Linked DNA regions of Mus musculus: region 1 is linked to region 2. A link is a contact called in public HiChIP or PLAC-seq data. All regions are on one chromosome and are shown on one strand. Each heading gives the region's core, a stretch centred on a gene start, on an enhancer-like site or on the middle of the called end of the contact. The rest is flanking DNA. Distances are from core to core; before and after follow the strand shown. Region 1 overlaps Spon1 (spondin 1, (f-spondin) extracellular matrix protein). Region 2 has its middle 16 kb from the start of Far1.

Evidence for each region. HiChIP or PLAC-seq counts read pairs in DNA pulled down with a chosen protein or histone mark.
Region 1: a contact with region 2 is called in an HNF4G HiChIP or PLAC-seq map of pancreatic cancer cells. The contact joins two enhancer-like sites. A contact is called at or near these places in 2 of 484 Hi-C or Micro-C datasets (cortical neurons and urothelial organoids) and 1 of 115 datasets of contacts at active chromatin or transcription factors (pancreatic cancer cells).

Annotation. Positions count from the first base shown.
Region 1 is chr7:114,014,084-114,018,434 of GRCm38.p6, forward strand. Spon1 (spondin 1, (f-spondin) extracellular matrix protein) reads left to right here. Exons shown (of 16, transcript NM_145584.2): 7 at 2,644-2,708. Among named protein-coding and RNA genes, the nearest start is that of Gm51454, 20 kb to the right of the region's middle. Within about 2 kb of position 2,393, at least 22 of the 459 cell types and tissues checked have an H3K27ac peak or open chromatin away from gene starts, as enhancers often do. A contact at or near this core is called in pancreatic cancer cells, where this site is marked.
Region 2 is chr7:113,496,022-113,499,949 of GRCm38.p6, forward strand. No RefSeq gene overlaps it. Among named protein-coding and RNA genes, the nearest start is that of Far1, 16 kb to the right of the region's middle. Within about 2 kb of position 2,565, at least 22 of the 459 cell types and tissues checked have an H3K27ac peak or open chromatin away from gene starts, as enhancers often do. A contact at or near this core is called in pancreatic cancer cells, where this site is marked.

The sequences.
Region 1 (4,351 bases), core at 1,143-3,642, 520 kb after region 2:
ATAAAGGTGTGGATTTCATATGTAAAACGAATGTCCCCAAATACCTCCTTCTTATTTCAGTAAATAACATGAATTATTACAAAAAGGGACCGACTGGAAGCTGTAGATAAACCTCACAGCATAAGCTCCAGATGAAAGCATTTACAGCAAGGAGCTGTCCTGCCCACACACATGGACCCAGCATCCTAAGAACATCTGTACACCGAAAATGATGTAGATAAATAAAGCAGTAATGGAGAGTCTGGACTACTGTCGCTGGGTAATATACAGCAGAAGCAAAATCAATATGTCATTAGCTAGGACCCAAAAAATCATGATTTAATTGTAAAGCAAGGTGAATCTGTAGGGCCAGCTGGCTCCATAGCTACCTCAACTCCACCCACATTGATTTAATTTCTTTAGTGAGGTATTTCTCAGGAGACAGCATCTTGTTACTCAGATCTAGCCTCTTGGGCTTATGTCGATGTTGTGAACTGGCTCATTCTCACCATGATTTGAAGATTTTCAGCACTTGAAAATTTTAAGTTCGAGCTAGGCTGTCTGGTATATATTCTATGGAGGCTATAGAATGTTCTGAAAGAAAATCTCTCATGATGCAATGTTAAAGAAAAGGGTAAAAGGCAGGGTGCAAGGTAAGATTCCGTACAATGAGGGCTTTGTGAGGGAAGGTATATATAGTCCACACAAGCACGCCCATTGTTGCATATGCATAATACGAGGCCTGGAAAGATGCATATGAAGCTGTGACGTTCTGGGGGAGGAGAAGGAGACAAAGGCAGGGTAGATGCTGAAGCAGGATGCACTCAACATTTACATCGTATGCTCCCGAGATGCCGAAAATGTTCCACAATAAGTGCATGCTATTGGGGATTAGGGGGGAGTGCGGGGGTGGGGGATCCATGTGGTCCAAGCACGGTAAAGAAGACATGTCCATGGAGAGCTGCTGATGGCTCAGGGTGGGGAATAGCTCGGCCAGATTTGTGGATATGAATGCAGAGGGTATTGGGTCCTGTCTGGGACGAGTGGCAAGAGATAGAGGGAGCTGGCAATGTTCCTCAGATGCTCAGGTATCTAGTGTGTGTGACTTGGGTACAGATGGGCCCTCTGGAGTGGATCCAGAGGCCGAGGAGGGCCCCATGAGGACATCGTAGGAGATGCAGAGCCGGCCCGTCTTGTGTCTTGACTCTGTGGTGGACAGCGCCTGTTAGCCCCTCCCCAAAAGACACATTGTAAACAAACACACAAATCCTCTAGGATAAATGGAACCACTCAGGAGGCCAGGACATGCTTTTCCTGAAGACCTGTGTGTGCATGTGGTTGTCTTCACTCCTGAGTGTGTGGTTGTCTACAGTCCCAGTGATTCCTTCCTCCACACACGCAGCCTAAGGAAAGCAGAAAGAGGCTGTGAACTCAGTCTTTGTCCCACCTCCTGCCCTTCTGCTCACCCAACCCAAGCCACCAGAGGTCCAGACTGAGTTGGCTCTAGATAAAGCCCCACTTCCTCTCAGAGGCCTATGCATGACCCTTCCCCGTTTGTAGTCAAGGTCCTCAGATAGAGGAAGGTTTTTATAATGTTTGTCTGGGGGACTCCTCTGGTTCCATACTTTCAGCTTTCATAGTGACTGCTCTTGGAGTCCCAGGGAGATGTTCACCAATAAATTCTAGGCACCTACTGCTGAGTATGGCTCTGAGGTCTGGGGAGTAGCTATGGGGCAGCCAAGCAAGGCTCTGCCCCCATCCCCACCCCCATCCCCACCCCCATCCCAACCTGGAGCTCTGTACAGTTATCAGCCCAGCTCTTCCCCGCCTCAGTTGGTGACATTGTATTTTCCCTATGTGTTATGGTTGATAGTGTCTGAGCTACTGGGCCCAAGCCAGGGGTAGGCAGCTACTGGAGCCAGCCAACTCCAGTCAGAGGAGATCTCCATTAAGGATGAATCTGAGCTATGCAAACTGCTCCTGACACCCTTCACTGGAAGTGTAACCAAGAGTAAAAATCCAACTGAATCTCAGTGTCAAGTCAAGCAAGATCCGTAGGATTCCGATCTTTGTCTCATGATGACCACATAATGTTTGCCTTCAAAATATTCATTCTCAAATTCTTTCTCAGAAGTTATTTGAGGTGCCCCATAACTTAATGATGGTCTATACACTGTCTAATCAAAATAGAGCAGAAGCCACAAAGGGACTAGGTCGGAGGGCTTTGTTCTGACCTCCTTGTCTGGGGGGAAAGGGTCTCTACAGCAGGAGAGTGGCTCAGGGTGACAAGTACTCTGGTTGAAGGGTTGGCTGCCTTACAGAGTTGGATGACGAGTGTTGGCCTGGTCTCTGTGTCTGAACCCTAAGCTTGTGACTCAGCCCTTTATGCTGAACAAATAGGGAAGTCTAGCCAATAGAGGTGAACTCTGGGTCACAGCTCGATCTCGTGGGGGATGGGCTAGACTAAAGAACCAAGGTGTGACTGAGTGGGATTATCCATAGCCAGACTAGGAACACTCAGTGCCACCTCCTAGTGTAGCTGGCATGAAATGGCTCACAGCACATGAAGAAATAAAAAGGGAACAGACAACCGTCACCGTGCTAAATTCCTCCTGTTGCCAGAAGCCCAGCTCTCTACATTAACCATGTGTGGTTCTCTTGCAGAGTGATGAAGTCCTCACTGTCATCAAAGCCAAAGCCCAGTGGCCAGCCTGGCAGCCTGTCAATGTGTAAGTAGCAAACAGACACTTGTCCTCCCTGTCTCATCCTAGCCTTGTCCTAGAAGCCACTTAGCTCATGGTCACTTAATATTGGTTGTGCCATTAAAGTTAGCAATAACTCTCAGATGAGCAAGCCAAGGAAGTATTGCCCATGTGGGAAACCTTGTCTTCTTGGGACTACAGGTTTGGCCTCTGCTTCACCAGTTCCTCCATCCACCACAGAAGACCCAACTGATTAACCATGGCATGTTCTCTTGAGCTCACTCTAAGCGATCCTGATTCATGGGAAACCACATCTGTACTGGTCTCAGTTCTCAGACCCTCTCTTGTCTCTGTCAGCTATGTCCCTTGAAGAGTTTATCTGCCCTGAAGACTTTGATGGTCCAAGGGGATGCTGCCAGTTTCAAACTATCATAATCCCAGATGGGTGGGTAGATGACCAATTATAGATACTAGATGATGGATGGATTAGACATATAGATAGACAGACAGACAGACAGACAGATAGATAGATAGATAGATAGATAGGATTGATAGGATAGAGGGAGGAGAGAGAGAGAGAGAGAGAGAGAGAGATCAGTTTGAGGAGTACCTTTCCATAGATGGCCCTTATTGAACTTAAACTCCTCGTTTCCAAAATGGAACTCCTCACATTGTCTTCACCCTATTCTTAACTGTGCATGTTGGGTAGTGCGTGCCTTAAGTCCCAGCACTTGGGAGCCAGAAACAGATGGATCTCTTTGAGTTTGAAGCCAGCCTGGTCTACGTAGCTAAGTTCTAGGTTAAGTGGGGCTATACAGTAAGATACTATTTAAAAAGAAAAATCACCAACAAACAAGGAACTCTACTCCTCTTTGTGCGGGAAAACATCTGAGGTGCAGTGGCTCACAAAGCCTTGCGCGGTCTCCTCACTCTTCCGAAAGCCGGTCATTACCTGGCTCCCCCCCCCCCCACCCCCAGCTAGTCAAGCGAGCACCAACCTTTCCTTCCTAACCTGCTTCAGCGCATTCCATAGTTTCCCATAATCCAATTCGTCAACTATGCTGTTATAGGTGATCTGTTAGGAATCCAGACCTGCTGTGTTCCCTCTTCTTAGCATCTTCCTATCCCCAAAATGTGCATTCAGGAAGGGAGGGGTGTCTTTCCCAATCAACATCCACAAGAGCCCAGGTACCTCAGCGGGTACTGAGAGGAATTCTCTCTGTCTCCTCTCATGGTGACCCTGATAAAGTTGTGCCCCCTCTGTGACGGGCCCGCATTTGAGGGCATTGGTCCATTTGAGAGCAGAACAGGAATATCGGACATATCCAGATGACGGGCCCTAACCCACCTCCTCCCTTCATAACAAGATTCCTCAGACTCATTTTCTCACTTTCTAACACACTTCTTTCTTCTAGTCAAGCTTTTAATCAGCCTGAAATTAATAGCATAATATCAGTAATAAATTGACTCTTGTCTCACAATGACAGGAAACAAAATCCGACCTCCGCTTTACCCCGAATCCGTCAAGCAATGACAACCTAAACACTTCATTGATTCAGTCTATACTTATTAAGATCCGAAGAATGGCTCCATCGAGGGGGATGGGGATACTGTGGTGAACGGAACTCTTCCCGGGGGCCTGCAGTTCAGTGGGGAAAGATATTTAGCGA
Region 2 (3,928 bases), core at 1,315-3,814:
AACATGTGACATCTGGCACTTTTTATGTGGGTTCCTGGGATCAAATCTAAGTCCTCAGCTGAGTTACTTTCCTATCCCTAATTTCTTTGTTTTTACAACGACCGTCAGTTGTCACAATGTTGATTGTGTGGGGTGTAAATTCATAGGCTATTGGGTAAAAAGTATAGAGCAACTTACTACATTTGCAACTTTACAGTTGATCTAAACTTATTCTAAAAATAATTTAAACATTTTAAGCATGTTCAGAAAAGCAATTTTGGCCAGGGTTGTGTAAGGAAATATTTTTCTATGGGTCATGGGTACCTCCCTGAGCCTCACTATCAGTAACTGGAAAATACCTGGAGTCTAATTTCCCCCCACCCCTCAGAAGTAATTCCCGGCTTACCCAGCAACCTTTGGAATTCAACTTTTAAAGTATGGTTTTGGTATTTGGAGGTCCTTGAAGGGGGCCCCTGAGCATCCTCTTTCTTCGAAGAAATATTCTCTAACTGTAAATCAAATCAGCTGGCATTGGGCCAGTCGCAGCAACCTCAAGTTTTGAGATAGTGCATTTTTCACTAAGAACTGGATTATCCTAGTGCCCAAAGTCAACCCTCTAGGCCAAGGCTCAAAATGAGATCTGTGTCTCCTAGCCCCATTCTGTCACCCTTTCCCTCCCCACTGTTGCTTTAGTCCATTGGTCTTCTAGGCCACCAGCTCTTCCACAAGGGCCTCCAGCCACACCATGCCTGCTGGAGACAACAAAGCTGACTTATGATATTTGGTACCACTATTACTTTTTTAAAAAATAAATTTATCTATTTTCACCATTTTGAAAGACACCCCTTTGATGTTTTCATTAAGTAAAAATCGTGGCATATTCTCAAAATCATAAATATATAAAGGCACAACGCTGACTCCAGAATCTCAGCCTGACCAGTCCTTTAACACATTAACAGAAGTCTCCATCCTATATGACTAATTGTTCTTCAAGCTCCGTTTGTTTTCCTGACCTTTCCCTTATCAGTTGGTAGCTTAAAGCCTGGTAGAACCCGAATTGCTACTTTTCATGGGCGAAACAAGAAGTATGTATTGTGTTTGTATTTCAATTCTTGGATCCTTCTGATATCTAACTTTATTTTTATTTTAACTTTCTGCTGAGCTTCAAGTTCCTTTGGCCAACATGACTCTAAACTGGTAATCAATTTCTTTCAGTAACTAACTGTCACTGGGAAGTTTACCACACAAAAGTACAAGTCCTCTGCTGACAGCTATAGTATATAGCCAGAATAAGAGTTAAGGCTGATAAATGCATACTCTGTCTCCTTCAAAGCCTTTTGGTGGTTACTATAGTAACTATATATAGTAACTATAGCAACTTTCATTTTAAAGAGATTGACTGTCAAAGTAACAGGATGTTTATTAGTAAAGACAAGCGTACACTAATAAATATCTGATTTTTTTCTATTTCTCTTCTGGGATTGGGTAGAGAGTGGAGAATTCCTTCCTTTTACATTGTACATGACCACTTAACCCCTCCTCAAAATGCTCTCTGGAAGCTGTTGTCTCTGCCAGGGCCTTAGCTCAGTTTCCCTAACCATTTTGGTCCTTTTCTGGGTTTGCTCAAGATAGGAAAGGTGAGGGAGAAACTAAGCCAGAGGGGCTGGAGATATGATGCAGCCATTAAGAACATTTATGCTCTTGCAGAAGAGTTGGGTGTGTTTCCCAATATCTCCATAGCAGCCCCCACGCGTCTATAATTCTTATTCCAGGTCATCTGATCCGTTGTCTGGCTTCTGCAAACACAAGGCTTGCCCATGGTGTATGTGTGTCTGTAAATACATGTAGGTAAACATTCAAACACATTCAAGAAAAAAAATTGAAACGAATAAAGAAAGCCCAATGGGAAAGCAAAGGACCATACTGTAGATGTTGCAGTATTATTCCACAGTGCTCTTCACCTAACCCACTTCATGCCTCCTAACTTCTGCGTTACCACTATGGTCCAAAAGGATGGCTAAAGCTAGGGATGTAGTTCAGTTGGCACAGTGCTTTTCCATCTTGCTTGAGACCCTAGTTGTATCCTCAACAACCCCGGAAACGTGGCATCATATTGTATACCTGTAATCCTAGTACTTGGGAGAAATTATGGAAAGACAGAAAAGTCAAGCGTTCACAGTCATCCACACCTACATAGTGAGTTTGAGGTCAGACTATGACACATGGAAGGTTGTCCCTCCACCCCGAATTATAACAGTAATAAAAGAGAAAGAGAAAGACAGAATGAATGAAAGGATGGAAGGAAGGGAAGAGAAGAAGAGGGTGGAAACTAGACTACAGGCATTTTTCATTTGCCTGGTAGTGAGGCTTGGGGATGTACCCATGATGCACCCTTTCTTTTAGTTGAGATAATATGAAAAGAAAGGTGAGGGAGGAAAACTCACTCCAAGATTTCTGACCCAAAGCCAGCAATTTCAGGTTATCGCCCTTTTTCTGCAGCCCTTTCTCTTCTGCAAGAGCATCAATGTTCTTTGTCTCACCCACTTCACGCCTTGTGGTTCTGCCTCTGGCCACACTCCACCACTCCACACCCATCCTGTTCTCTCTTGTACTAGTTCTAGTGGCTTGACTCTGGGTGAGTCACACTGTCATCATTAGTGAAGGAACAAAATTCTATTTGCAAGAGAATGGCATTAAAGAAAGGCACGTTTTAACCCCACAAGCTATAATTCTGTCATTTATCTTGATGGTACTAAAATAGGTATGTACTTGATGTATCTTTTTGGTTTTTGTTTTCTTAGGCAAAGTCTTACTGTATAGACTAGGATGGCCTTAAATTCACAAAGATCTGCCTGCCTCTGCCTCCCCGAGTGCTGGGATTGAAGGCATGAGATACCACGCCTGGATTTGATCCGTGTTTTATTTGTAAATTATTCACACACTACTTATTCATGCTACCTCTTCAATATATTCCAGAGTGAAGATATTTAGGCAAAGTTCAAGGAGAAGATAATCCTGAATATTTAAATTTTGGAGTTGGCAGAATTTATTTGAGATATATATCGAATGGCACTGCCAGTGCTATGATTTAACTCTCTCCTCTCTCTTCTCTATGGACACCTCCCACCGTTGCACTGGGACTTCTGTTTGCTAGGCAAACATCCTATGACTGAACTACAGCCCTGTCATTCCTATATTTTGAGTATTGAACACCTGTCAAAGGTCTATGTGTTAAAAGACTTGATCCAGGGCAAGCAGAATATTATAAAATTATATGCCTGTGAAATCCTGACAACCTTAACTTGACCTTTGGAACCCACAGTAGAATAGATCCAACTCCTAAAAGTTGTCCTTTCACTTACACACGTCTTGATTTCCAGCCTGTAGTGATTCTGGGAGGTGGGACACTTTATAGGAGCTGAGGCTTAGTAGAAAGATGGTCACTGGGGACATGACCTTGAAAGGGGACACTGGGACCATGGATCTGCATGCCTTTTGCTTTTCTGTCATTGTGATGACACAAGGCCTCCTCTGCCATCTATTCAAACCTTTGGCCTCACCACCAAAGTAATCATGAACTGCAACTTCCACAGCCATGATCTAAAATAAGCCCTTTCTCTCTTAAATAACTTTTATGTGTGATAGTGGGGAACAAAACTCAGGGCTTCACATATGCTGAGCTAGTGCTATACCACTGAGCTATAACCTAGGGTACCCTTTTAAAAGTTAACTTTTTAGGTGTTTTGTATAACTGGTGTCACTTAAAGCTCAATTTGATTTCTACTTAATGATAAAACATTTTTTTAAATAAAAATTGAGAGCTCAGAAACTCTCACAGCTTTCTTCCCGTGCATGACCTGTAGGGATAGAATCTTTACGTAGCGAGTCTGGAGATACAGAAGATCAGTGGCTGAGTCTGTCGATGCACACCTTCAGTTTTGCAGCAGAC